2 separate regions of the Mus musculus genome follow, and region 1 is linked to region 2. The links are chromatin contacts, called in public HiChIP or PLAC-seq maps. All regions are on one chromosome and are shown on one strand. Each heading gives the region's core, a stretch centred on a gene start, on an enhancer-like site or on the middle of the called end of the contact. The rest is flanking DNA. Distances are from core to core; before and after follow the strand shown. Region 1 has its middle 77 kb from the start of Il12b. Region 2 holds the start of C1qtnf2 (C1q and tumor necrosis factor related protein 2).

Region 1 (5,202 bases), core at 1,044-3,543, 850 kb before region 2:
TTCCCAAGATCTGAGGGCGTTTAATCAGTCCTTGGTGCCTGATGAGTCACTGAATGTCCTTCTAGCTGAGTCACCTGAGGCCCCCTTCAGGGAAGGACAGCAGAGCTCTTGGAGGCAGAACCACCACATGCTTGTTTATCTGAGGAGGAGAGAAGAGGGGTGTGATTGTCCCAGCCAGCGAGAGCCCCGCAGTGTTCTGTCGCCGTGTCCTGACACAGGCGTGTATCGCGACATCAATGGACAGAGAGCAGTAACTGGGCTTGAGAGTGTATGATTTGTACTGTTGGTTGTGGTTACAGATTTGTCTTTGAAAACGTCTTTGTTGTGTTGCTTCCGTAAAGACAGCAAGCTGACATTTATAGAATCCTCACTGGCTCCCAGACAATGCACAAAGCACCTTACGTGCGTTGTCTTGATTCATCTCTTCAGGCAAGCACCTGGGTTTCTCCAGAAATATCAAAGCACAGAGAAATAAAGCTTTGCCCAAGGCTGGATGGTTTCTGAGCTGCAAGGCTGAGGCGAAGCCTGACGGGCAGATGTCAGGACTCCCACAGTCCATCACCATGCATGCAGCTGCCTCTGTGGTCACCATCTAGTATGTGGGTGCATGGAGGTGGCTTCATGGTCAAACACTCCTGGGGCTCCTAGATCCTCCAGTCACAGGTGACAAGATGAAAGGGCCTGAATGTTCATCTCTTTTCTCTGTTCTGTAGGATGGGGTTGAGATGCCTTCTAGAACAGAATTCTGGGGTGAGTTTGGTGAGGATGAGGCATATTGTAAGTCACTCAGACCATCCTTGGAATTCTGAGAATGCTTGCTGTAGACAGTCTCTCCCAAAATGAGTGTATTGGTGTTTGTCCCACCCCACATGGTCCCCTTTGTGGTGGTGACACTCCTTCAGTAAGTACTTGATTTAGAGTCCCAACTCGTGAACCTAAGAGCATCTTTGCAACTGCCTCAGCCAACAGAATGTGACAAAGGGGACATGGCATGACCTCTGAGCACAAGTGATTGAGAATCTGGGGACATGTCCTCAGGGAGCCAAGATATAGGATATGAGATGTCTGTTTGCTTCATAACCCTCATGCTCATGAGGAGATCCCACAAAGGGTGACATCCAACGAGAGCCAGCTCTTCTTGTGCTAGGCCTTCCCATCTTCCCTTCCTAGGCAGCAACTGGAGAGTACAGCTTCCTTCCCATCTTGTCTGCCAGCCTCAGACCTAGCCCTAGCCTCAGCTTCAAACCATCCCATATGATTTTGAACAGAGCAAAGATAAGCATGTCCTATCAAGATTTCAGGTCTGCGAACACATAGACCTTTAATCTGGGTTAAGCCTTTACATCTTCAGGTGATTTTTCCTTGAGAATTTTGTATAATATGTTTTGATCACATTTACCCTCTGCTACTCCTTCCAGATCTACACTCCCCTTCCCCACTTGCCCACCTTTGTCTTTTATTTTATTTTATTTTATTTTATTTTATTTTTAACATATCAAATCCAAATGGCATCACTCTTATGCTCTTGGATGTGTGGCTACTGGGGTTGACTGACCTATAAGGCTATAACCTTAAAGAAAACTGATGCTCCGCCTCCTAGCAGGTATTGATTACCCAGAGTCTCTCAGCTAGGGGTTGAGTTTCATTCCCATTTCCTATCTTCATGCTGGAATTTTATCTGGCTTGAGCTAGCATAGGTTTTGTGCATACTGTCACAACAGCTGTGTTGTGCATATGTGCGACCACCCTATTGTGTTGAGTGATTTTTAATGCAGCATTGGGACACACTAAAAAAAAAGGATTCAGGTTTACATGGTACTATGTAGGGGAATAAACAAAAGTATACTCTCCTTATATTCAAAGCCTTTTCTTCAACCTGTTGGCAGTGTAGTCCTTGGCAAGGATCTCAATCCCTCAGTTGTCTCATCTGTATGATATGGACTGACTGTGGTTATAGCTTCAGAAGGTTATGGCGACAGTAAAATAGAAGTCCATTACTAATGCGTGGCAAGGACCTAATGTCTGCCTATGTTGGGGTTTCAATTCAAACAAACAGTCTGACCCCAGACTACAATCCATTAAACCATAGCCCATGATATTCTCTCCAATTTCTGAAACCTATACCAGACAGGAACACCCGAGTATACCCCAGTGCTCATGGTAGGACATGATTTCTGGTCCTCCCTGGTCCCTGTCTATTCTGTGGTCCTTGGTGGGTGTTGCTCAGTGCTGCAGGCTGTATCCTCACTTCTCTTTTATGAGCACAAGATTACGTTGGCTTTTCTGGCAGTCACCTCATGGTGTTGACTCATCCTGAGTTGGCAGTGAAAACCCTGGAGTGTTCTTTACCACATGTGCTAGCATCCAGCTGCATTCCTTCTCAGCTAGGATTGGCACAGGGGGAGACTTTGGAAGCCAGTCTGCAAAGCTGCCTGTCTTGTTCCCTTTGGATCACTGTTATACCTGCCTGGTAAAGAGTCAAGCTGATCAGCTGGGTCCTCAGAGACATCCTGGATCCTTGTAATAAGTCTTCCCCCCACCCCCCTTAGGTCAGCCTGACTGGTATTGATCGCAATAAAAGAGTACAGAAAGACTAACCTCTGGTCTGCTTGTCCAGGAGGAAAGATGGGGTAAGGATGTCAGGGGACAAGACTGAGAAAGCCATTGTGATAGTTTTTATATGCTTGGTCCAGGGAGTGGCACTATTTGGAGGCGTGGCCTTATTGGAGTAGGTGTGTCATTCTGGGTGTGGGCTTTAATACCCTTGTCCTTGCTGCCTGGAAGCTTGTCTTCTGCTAGCAGCCTTCAGATGAAGATGTAGAAATCTCAGTTCTTCCTGTACCATGCCTGCCTGGGTGCTGCCATGTTCCCACCTTAGTGGTAATGGACTAAACCTCTGAACCTGTAAGCCAGCCCCAATGAAATGTTGTCATTTATATGTCTTGCTTTGGTCATGGTGTTTGTTCACAGCAGTAAAACCCTAAGACAACCATCATGGGGGACTTATGCCATGTGTCCACACTTTCTTAGCTTGTGGCAGTGTCGTCATTGGTCATGAACTTTCTGCTGAGTTTGTATATGGCCTTGTGATGATCAGTTTTGATTGCCAACCTGATGCAACTTAGAATCATCTGGGAAGAGAGTCTCAATGAGGCATTGTCTAGATCAGATTGACCTGTGGCAGTGTCTGTGTGTGTGTGTGTGTGTGTGTGTGTCTGTGTGTGTGTGTGTGTCTGTGTGTGTGTGTTGATGCTTTAATCAATGTGGGAAGATCCAGGCGAAAAGTGGGTGGTACCACTTTTTTTCCTTAGTTTTTGGCCCTGACTACATAGGAGTAGAGGAAGTGCATTACATCACAGGCATTTCTATCTCTTTACTCCAGGGTGCTTCAGGTCCTTACTTTAACTTTCTTGCAACAATGAACTAGAACCTGGAATTATGAGTGAAAGAAACCCTGCCTCCCACAAGTTGCTTGTGGTCAGGATACTTTAATCACAGCCACAGAAATTAAACTAGAATATGCTTGGACTCGATTGGTAGTCATCTGACTAGGATAGAGGACAGAGCTTCAGACAGGGCCCATGTTCTTAGAAGACTTGTGCTTCCTGAAGAGGTGGTTCAGGTAGCTTCCAGTCTCCCCAGGTTGACTATCACCCAACTCACATTTTTATTTTCAATTTGCCCACAGGGATCAAGTATTTTTTTTTTCTTTGCCTACTTTCTTGCTGAGCTACAACTTCTCTAAGTGATGGCCTTACTTGGTCATACTTGTGTGCCAATACTACATACTGTGCTTGCTCAGGTAGTCACTGGGTAGTCAGTGTGGTTATGGACCTCTGGGTGACTAGTACAGTACTGGGGCTTAACAACATCTCTTCGGCAGTCACTGGTGAGATCCTGACTCTTGTGGAGAGGAGATCACCAGGGGCTCTGCTTAGGCACTGTGAGATGCACAGTCAAATAAACACTGGTATATCCACAGTTCTCTGTAGAACAGTATCAAAGGACTGTGATGATGATGCCGTCAAAGGCTGAGCCGCCTCTGCACGTCCTGCTACCTTGTCCTTGAGTCCTCCAATTATGTCTTATTGATCTGCATCTTTCTCCTATTACTCCCCAGCCTGAGGCTCCTTTTCTATTCTGAGAACGGGAAGCTGTACCCTTAAAGATCCTTATTTATCGATGCCTAAATATTCAAAGCTCAAAGTGAATCAGCAACTTCCTTTCCTTCCTTCTTCTTTCTTCTTATGTCTTCCTTCAGAGAAGGCCTATAAACGGCCAGGTTGAACCAAAATGGGGAGTGGCCCACAGGAGGAATAAATGCTAAAATGAAAAAGCACATTGCTGAACACCTTAAAGTATTAGCAACTTAGACAATGGACAGAAACTTGCCCAATGGACAGAAACTAAGCCAATTGGAAGAAGTTTTTCTGAGCATACTGTGGAGAGGGAGTCCAGGATGTAGACAGAGTAAGACCAGAGGAGACACATCAGAAGCCTGGAGGGAAGGGCTTTGTGTCACACAGTTTTCTACTTCTTATAATAACTTGAAAGTGGAAAGAAATGTTTTGACTCACGGTTTCAGTGTTTTTAGAGCACGGTTGCCTGGCTCTGTTATTTCTGGGACTGAGGTAAAGGAAAGCATTTTGTCAGGGAGAGTGAAGTAAGTCATGCCTTCTTCTTTGTAGTGGCCAGGAAGACAAAGCTAGAGAGATGGCTTGGTGGTTAAAAACATGTCCTCTTGAAGAGGACCCAAGTCGGGTTCCTAGCACCCATGCTGGGCAACTCATAGGTGCCATTAACCCCAGTACTCCAGGGAGATTTGATGCCCTCTTCTGGACCCCGTGAGCACTGCACTTGCATGCATACACACAGAATTCAAAATAAAAATATTTTTAAAGTGGGGAGAGAGGGGAAGGTGTTGTAAACAAAACTCACCCCTCCAGGGCATGTTCCCTGTGACCTGTGCCTCTAGCCTATTAAGTTACAAATCCATAATGAGTTAATTCACTGATAAGATCAGGGCACTCATCATCCAATCAACTTCCATTCAACTCCCAAAGGTCCGATCCTAAACATGAGTGGACTGGGGCAGCCTTCGACGCATGGACTTCGCAGTGGGAACATTTTAGATCCAAATTACACCAGCTTTCACTGCTTTTTACCTTCTTTGGTGCTGAAGGAGCTCAACAGTGCCTCATT
Region 2 (4,653 bases), core at 1,506-4,005:
AAAATGTAAAATAATTTTCCCGTGCCAAGCATATTGGGGAAACTAGGCCTGCCAATGCTAGGCCCAGAGCTCGGGGGTCCTCCATCTTAGCCCCTCTGCTAGCAGGGAGGTCTCTAACAGGTTAGTGATGCCGGCATGACCGGGCACGTGTGCAGAGAAAGAAGCCAGAGGAGACAAATCCAGGGGAGGATCATTGGCTTTAGAAAGGGTTCAGCAGAGAATTGCTTCCAACACTGGACCTAGAATAGAAGAGGATTAACTGAGCAAGTCCATTTGCACAGAGTTCCTCTCATGGAAGTAGATGCAGTTTGCAGGGCTCTGATTGGCAGGAAGAAGTTGGAGAAGTACAAGTATTCGTCTGCTACCTCCTAGTGAGCATGGGGGAGCTGGGAGCATCAGTGAGAGATGATGGGAAAGAGTGCACAGTCAGCAGGGCCAGGACTAGAAAGAATGCAGTGACAAAAAAGTTACTTCCTGGGCTGGAGAACAAATACTAGCAAATATAAGGAAGGACCTGAAATTGATCCCCCAAATCTACATTTAAAAAAAAAAAAAAAAGGAAGTCAACCGGTAACACGTGCTTGTAATTTCATCCCTGGAAAAGCCGAGACAGGCAAATCTCAGGGACTCCCTGAAAAACCAGCCTAGCGTATTTGGTGAGCTCCACGCCTGTGAGAGAGCCAGACTGGAGATGGGTGGCATTGGACAGCTCCTAAGGAATGACTTCTGAGATTGTCCTCTTACCTCTACATCACTTAAGTACATGTGTCCTCCTTAGCACACACACACAAACACACACAGAAAACGTACACACAGACACAGATACATACATATACACACACACACAGAGAAAACACACATGCAGACACACACAGAGAAACATACATACACAGATACATCCATACACAGAGACATATAGGCACACAGACACATATGTATCCACACACAGATACATCCACACAGAGAGAAACACATACACACATGTATTTACACAGAAAACACACACAGATACACCACAGATACACACATACACACACACACACAGGAAACACGTGCAGACACATGCATAAACACACACACACACACACAGAAAACACACACATGCAGACACAAAGAGATACATACATATACAGATATATCCATACACAGAGACATACAGATACACAGACACAGATACATCCACATACATACAGACAGACAGACAGACACACACACACATACATACACACACACAGAAATTTCTTGGGGGATCTTGCTGACTTCTTCATGGAGTCAAGTAGCTTCAAAGATGACTTTGAACTTGTGTAAAGAGTTCTGATTCACCCTACTGGAACAAATGTCATGATCTGGGAAGCCGTCGCACGTTCGAGTGTGCTTTGCTAGTTAAATCAGAAAAGGGCAGAGGCGATGTCTGGAGAGATGAGCAAGCAGAGGGGTTGAGTTAGTTGGTGGTGGAGAGCGGAGTAGTGATTGTAGCAACCAGATACCAAATAATCCTGTGTAGATGGGAGAGCCGAAGTAAAACAGTGGGAAGAGAGATTTTTAATAATTCTAAATGCCTTTGTCATTATTAACGCTGCTGGTCTGCTGTGTATAGTTTCTGGCAGACAGTCATTTACGGGAAGGAGCTCTGGAATGTTGCAGACCAGTTTTATGGTCACGGCAGAGGAGCACCACACTGAGATGTACGAAGGCCTTCGTGTGTTACAGAAGGAACTGGATGGGCTGGGAGACCACCATCAGCCACTGTGATAGTTTGGGTGTTGAGGTTCCTGGAGTGGATCCCAGGGCAGTGGTGGTAGAAAATGTGAACTGTATAGAGATACAAATGAGGCAAGGGCATTTGGAGTATGGCTCTGCAGGGAGAGAGCTTGGCCAGCATGGACAAAAAAAACCTGGGTTTGCTCCCTGGAACTGAATAAATCCGACGTGGTGACACACGGGGAATCCTACCACACCATTGGCAGGGGCAGGAGGAGCAGGAGTCAAAGGTTATCCCTCAGCTACATAGTGAGCTCAAGGTTGGATGGGCCATAGGAGACCCTGGCTCTAACGAAAATAAAGACGAGGCTTAGAGACGAGGAGTTTGATGAAGCAGGGGGAGAGGAGAGAATTGTGAAGAATTTGATGTAATTTTCTGACTGTCATTTACTATAGCTTTCTGAGCACAATCTGCACCACCCTTCTCCCCATTTTAATGTATTTAAAGAAATGTCCAGAGATAAAGAGATAATGAGCCCTATTGAGGTTAACTCTGTGAACCCAAGCGTCCAATTTGGACACAAAGAGTTAAGTACCTTTGCTGCCGGTGCAGCCCAGAGCCTGTCCTTAAAGTTAGTTCCTCCTTTGAAGATAGATAAGTCGTTGTCATGGAAACGAAAGCACACAAGTTCAGGGCCTGAGGGCGTGGTACCAAATAGGTTCTCAGTAAACCTCAGGGCTCTTTTCTTTCTTAACCTGCGAGCCAGCAGTCAGAACCTGGCACATGGCATGCTCCTTAGAAATGTTTGAATCCGGGCTGTAATGCCCGAGGGAGGCAGAGGTGGAGAGGGGCCCATCCCGATGTCTATCCCCATCCCGGGGCGAGCTCTCTGCTACCTCATCTCGCGCCTGCAGCATCCAAGGTTCTTCCAGGTCCGCCCCACTCTCTGTCCTGAGGGGCACTACACTCACCTTCTGTGCACCGAGCCACATCCAGGGCCATCCGACGTCGCTGCTCCGGTGGTGTTCAGTCCTGCCTGCAGCAGCCAGAGATGCCGGCCCCAGGCATAGTTTTCCCATCCCGTCATGGGCGGGAGTGCCTTCCTTCCCGGTCACGTGCGCTGGCTAGCAGCTGGCCTTCTTTTTCCCTTCGGATTTTAGAAAGACTTTTAGCGATGGGGGCAACTTGGGTGTGTCGATGCATTTATGTGTGTAGAAGCTGTCAGAGCATTTGAAGGTTTAGTACACGAGTCGTTGTTATTGCGGTGTTCGCCAGTGTCTGCAGAGCCATCTGTGTGTACACGTGGGCATTTATCTCTTGGTGGATCCGAGGCTGTCTCAGGAGAGAGCATTTCCTTGTTCACTGAATGTTCGTGCACTGGACAGTGATTATAAGGTATACATACATGTTTTGTAGTAGTAGTAGTAGTAGTAGTAGTAGTAGTAGTAGTAGTAGTAGTAGTAGTAGTAGTAGTGTGTGCGTGTGTGTAGGTTATGCATTCAAATATACGTCAGACCCCAGTATGCATGTGCAGATTCATGGTGAAGACTGAGCTGAGTGTGTAACTGGGAGTATACTGGGTGTGTCTGATAGTGGCTAAGTATCTGTGTGAGGTGACATTGAGTGTTCAGTGGCTTCTTTTCTGTATACACACACACACACACACACACACGTACACACGTACACACGTGAGGATTTTCTCTGGATGTCAATGTCCACACAGATGGGAACATATATGTCCCTGCCCTCATCTCTCTCTCTCTCTCTCTTTGTCCTCTGCAGATGAGTTTCTTCTTTATCCTTCTGACTCTCAGGTCTACCTCAAGTTATGGAGAGAGAGAGAGAGAGAGAGGGAGAGAGAGAGAGAGAGAGAGAGAGAGAGAGAGAGAGAGAGAGAGAGAGAGAACACCCTGGGTGATCTCAGCATCCAAGACATCAGAGAGATCTCAGTTAGATAACAAGCAGACACTAGAAGAAGAAACACCAAAGGCCTGTTATTAGCACCTCTCCCTTCCTTCCTCTGCTCCCTTCTTCTAGCTCCTAGTATTCCCCACTGAGCAGCAGGAGCATCTGGCTAACAGCTGTCACAAGATGCAGACTTTACAGTCAGAATTTTAATGCAGAAATGCCTCCAAAGTCCAATGCTGATTGCATTCCCCTAGACACGTCAGTGGACTGCATAGACAGTATTTCACTTTCAGAGATGTCAGAGGAAGAATAATGATCTCACCTGCACCTGCCTTCCTTCCCTTAGCTGTGACACTCACCCATAAGACACTTAGGAAGTTATCAAGCTATGCAGAGATCAGTATTGATATTACATAAATTTATAATTTGTAGTGATCATAAATGTTATATTAATACCATCATATATATTAGCATTATATTGCATAATACAAAATAAGTAATGATACAAAGACATGCTAGTGGGCTCAATGTTTATTCAACAAATTAAAAGATTAACTTACATTTATTTATTTATTTATTTATTTATTTATTTATTTATGTTTATATGCATGTGTGTGGAGGTCAGTGGGTCTCAGACTGGCCATGCCTACAAGATAGACATGAGTCCAAGTGAACCAATTCACCCTCCCATGTGATCTTCATGAAAGGTACCATGCCTTTAATCCCAGCACTCAGGAGGCAGAGGTAGGCGGATTTCTGAGTTCGAGGCCAGCTTAGTCTACAGAGTGAGTTCCAGGACAGCCAGGGCTACACAGAGAAACCCTGTCTCAAAAAACAAAACATAACAAAAAAAAAAAAAAAAACAAAAAAAAAAACAAAAGAAAAAAGAAAGAAAAACAAAAAAGAAAAGAAAGGTACCGATTTTCTTCTGAAGTATTAACTTCAGAGACATAGTCCTATTGTCCTTGAGCCATAGCTTCATGCCACTTGGAAAGAACCTGCTTATGAAAAGAGACAGTGACAGTCTCACATAAGAACTGGAG

The links. HiChIP or PLAC-seq counts read pairs in DNA pulled down with a chosen protein or histone mark.
Region 1: a contact with region 2 is called in an SMC1A HiChIP or PLAC-seq map of the NIH/3T3 cell line, with 6 times the contacts expected there. The contact joins the enhancer-like site here to the promoter of C1qtnf2 in region 2. A contact is called at or near these places in 2 of 39 promoter capture datasets (embryonic stem cells and hippocampal neurons), 1 of 15 datasets of contacts at CTCF or cohesin (the NIH/3T3 cell line), 6 of 484 Hi-C or Micro-C datasets (cerebellar granule neurons, embryonic fibroblasts, embryonic stem cells and 3 more) and 1 of 9 other capture datasets (liver).

Annotation. Positions count from the first base shown.
Region 1 is chr11:44,320,647-44,325,848 of GRCm38.p6, reverse strand. No RefSeq gene overlaps it. Among named protein-coding and RNA genes, the nearest start is that of Il12b, 77 kb to the left of the region's middle. Within about 2 kb of position 2,293, at least 56 of the 459 cell types and tissues checked have an H3K27ac peak or open chromatin away from gene starts, as enhancers often do. A contact at or near this core is called in the NIH/3T3 cell line, embryonic fibroblasts and ventral hippocampal neurons, where this site is marked.
Region 2 is chr11:43,472,408-43,477,060 of GRCm38.p6, reverse strand. C1qtnf2 (C1q and tumor necrosis factor related protein 2) reads right to left here and starts at 2,755. Exons shown (of 4, transcript NM_026979.5): 1 at 2,674-2,755. It also overlaps the pseudogene Gm12151.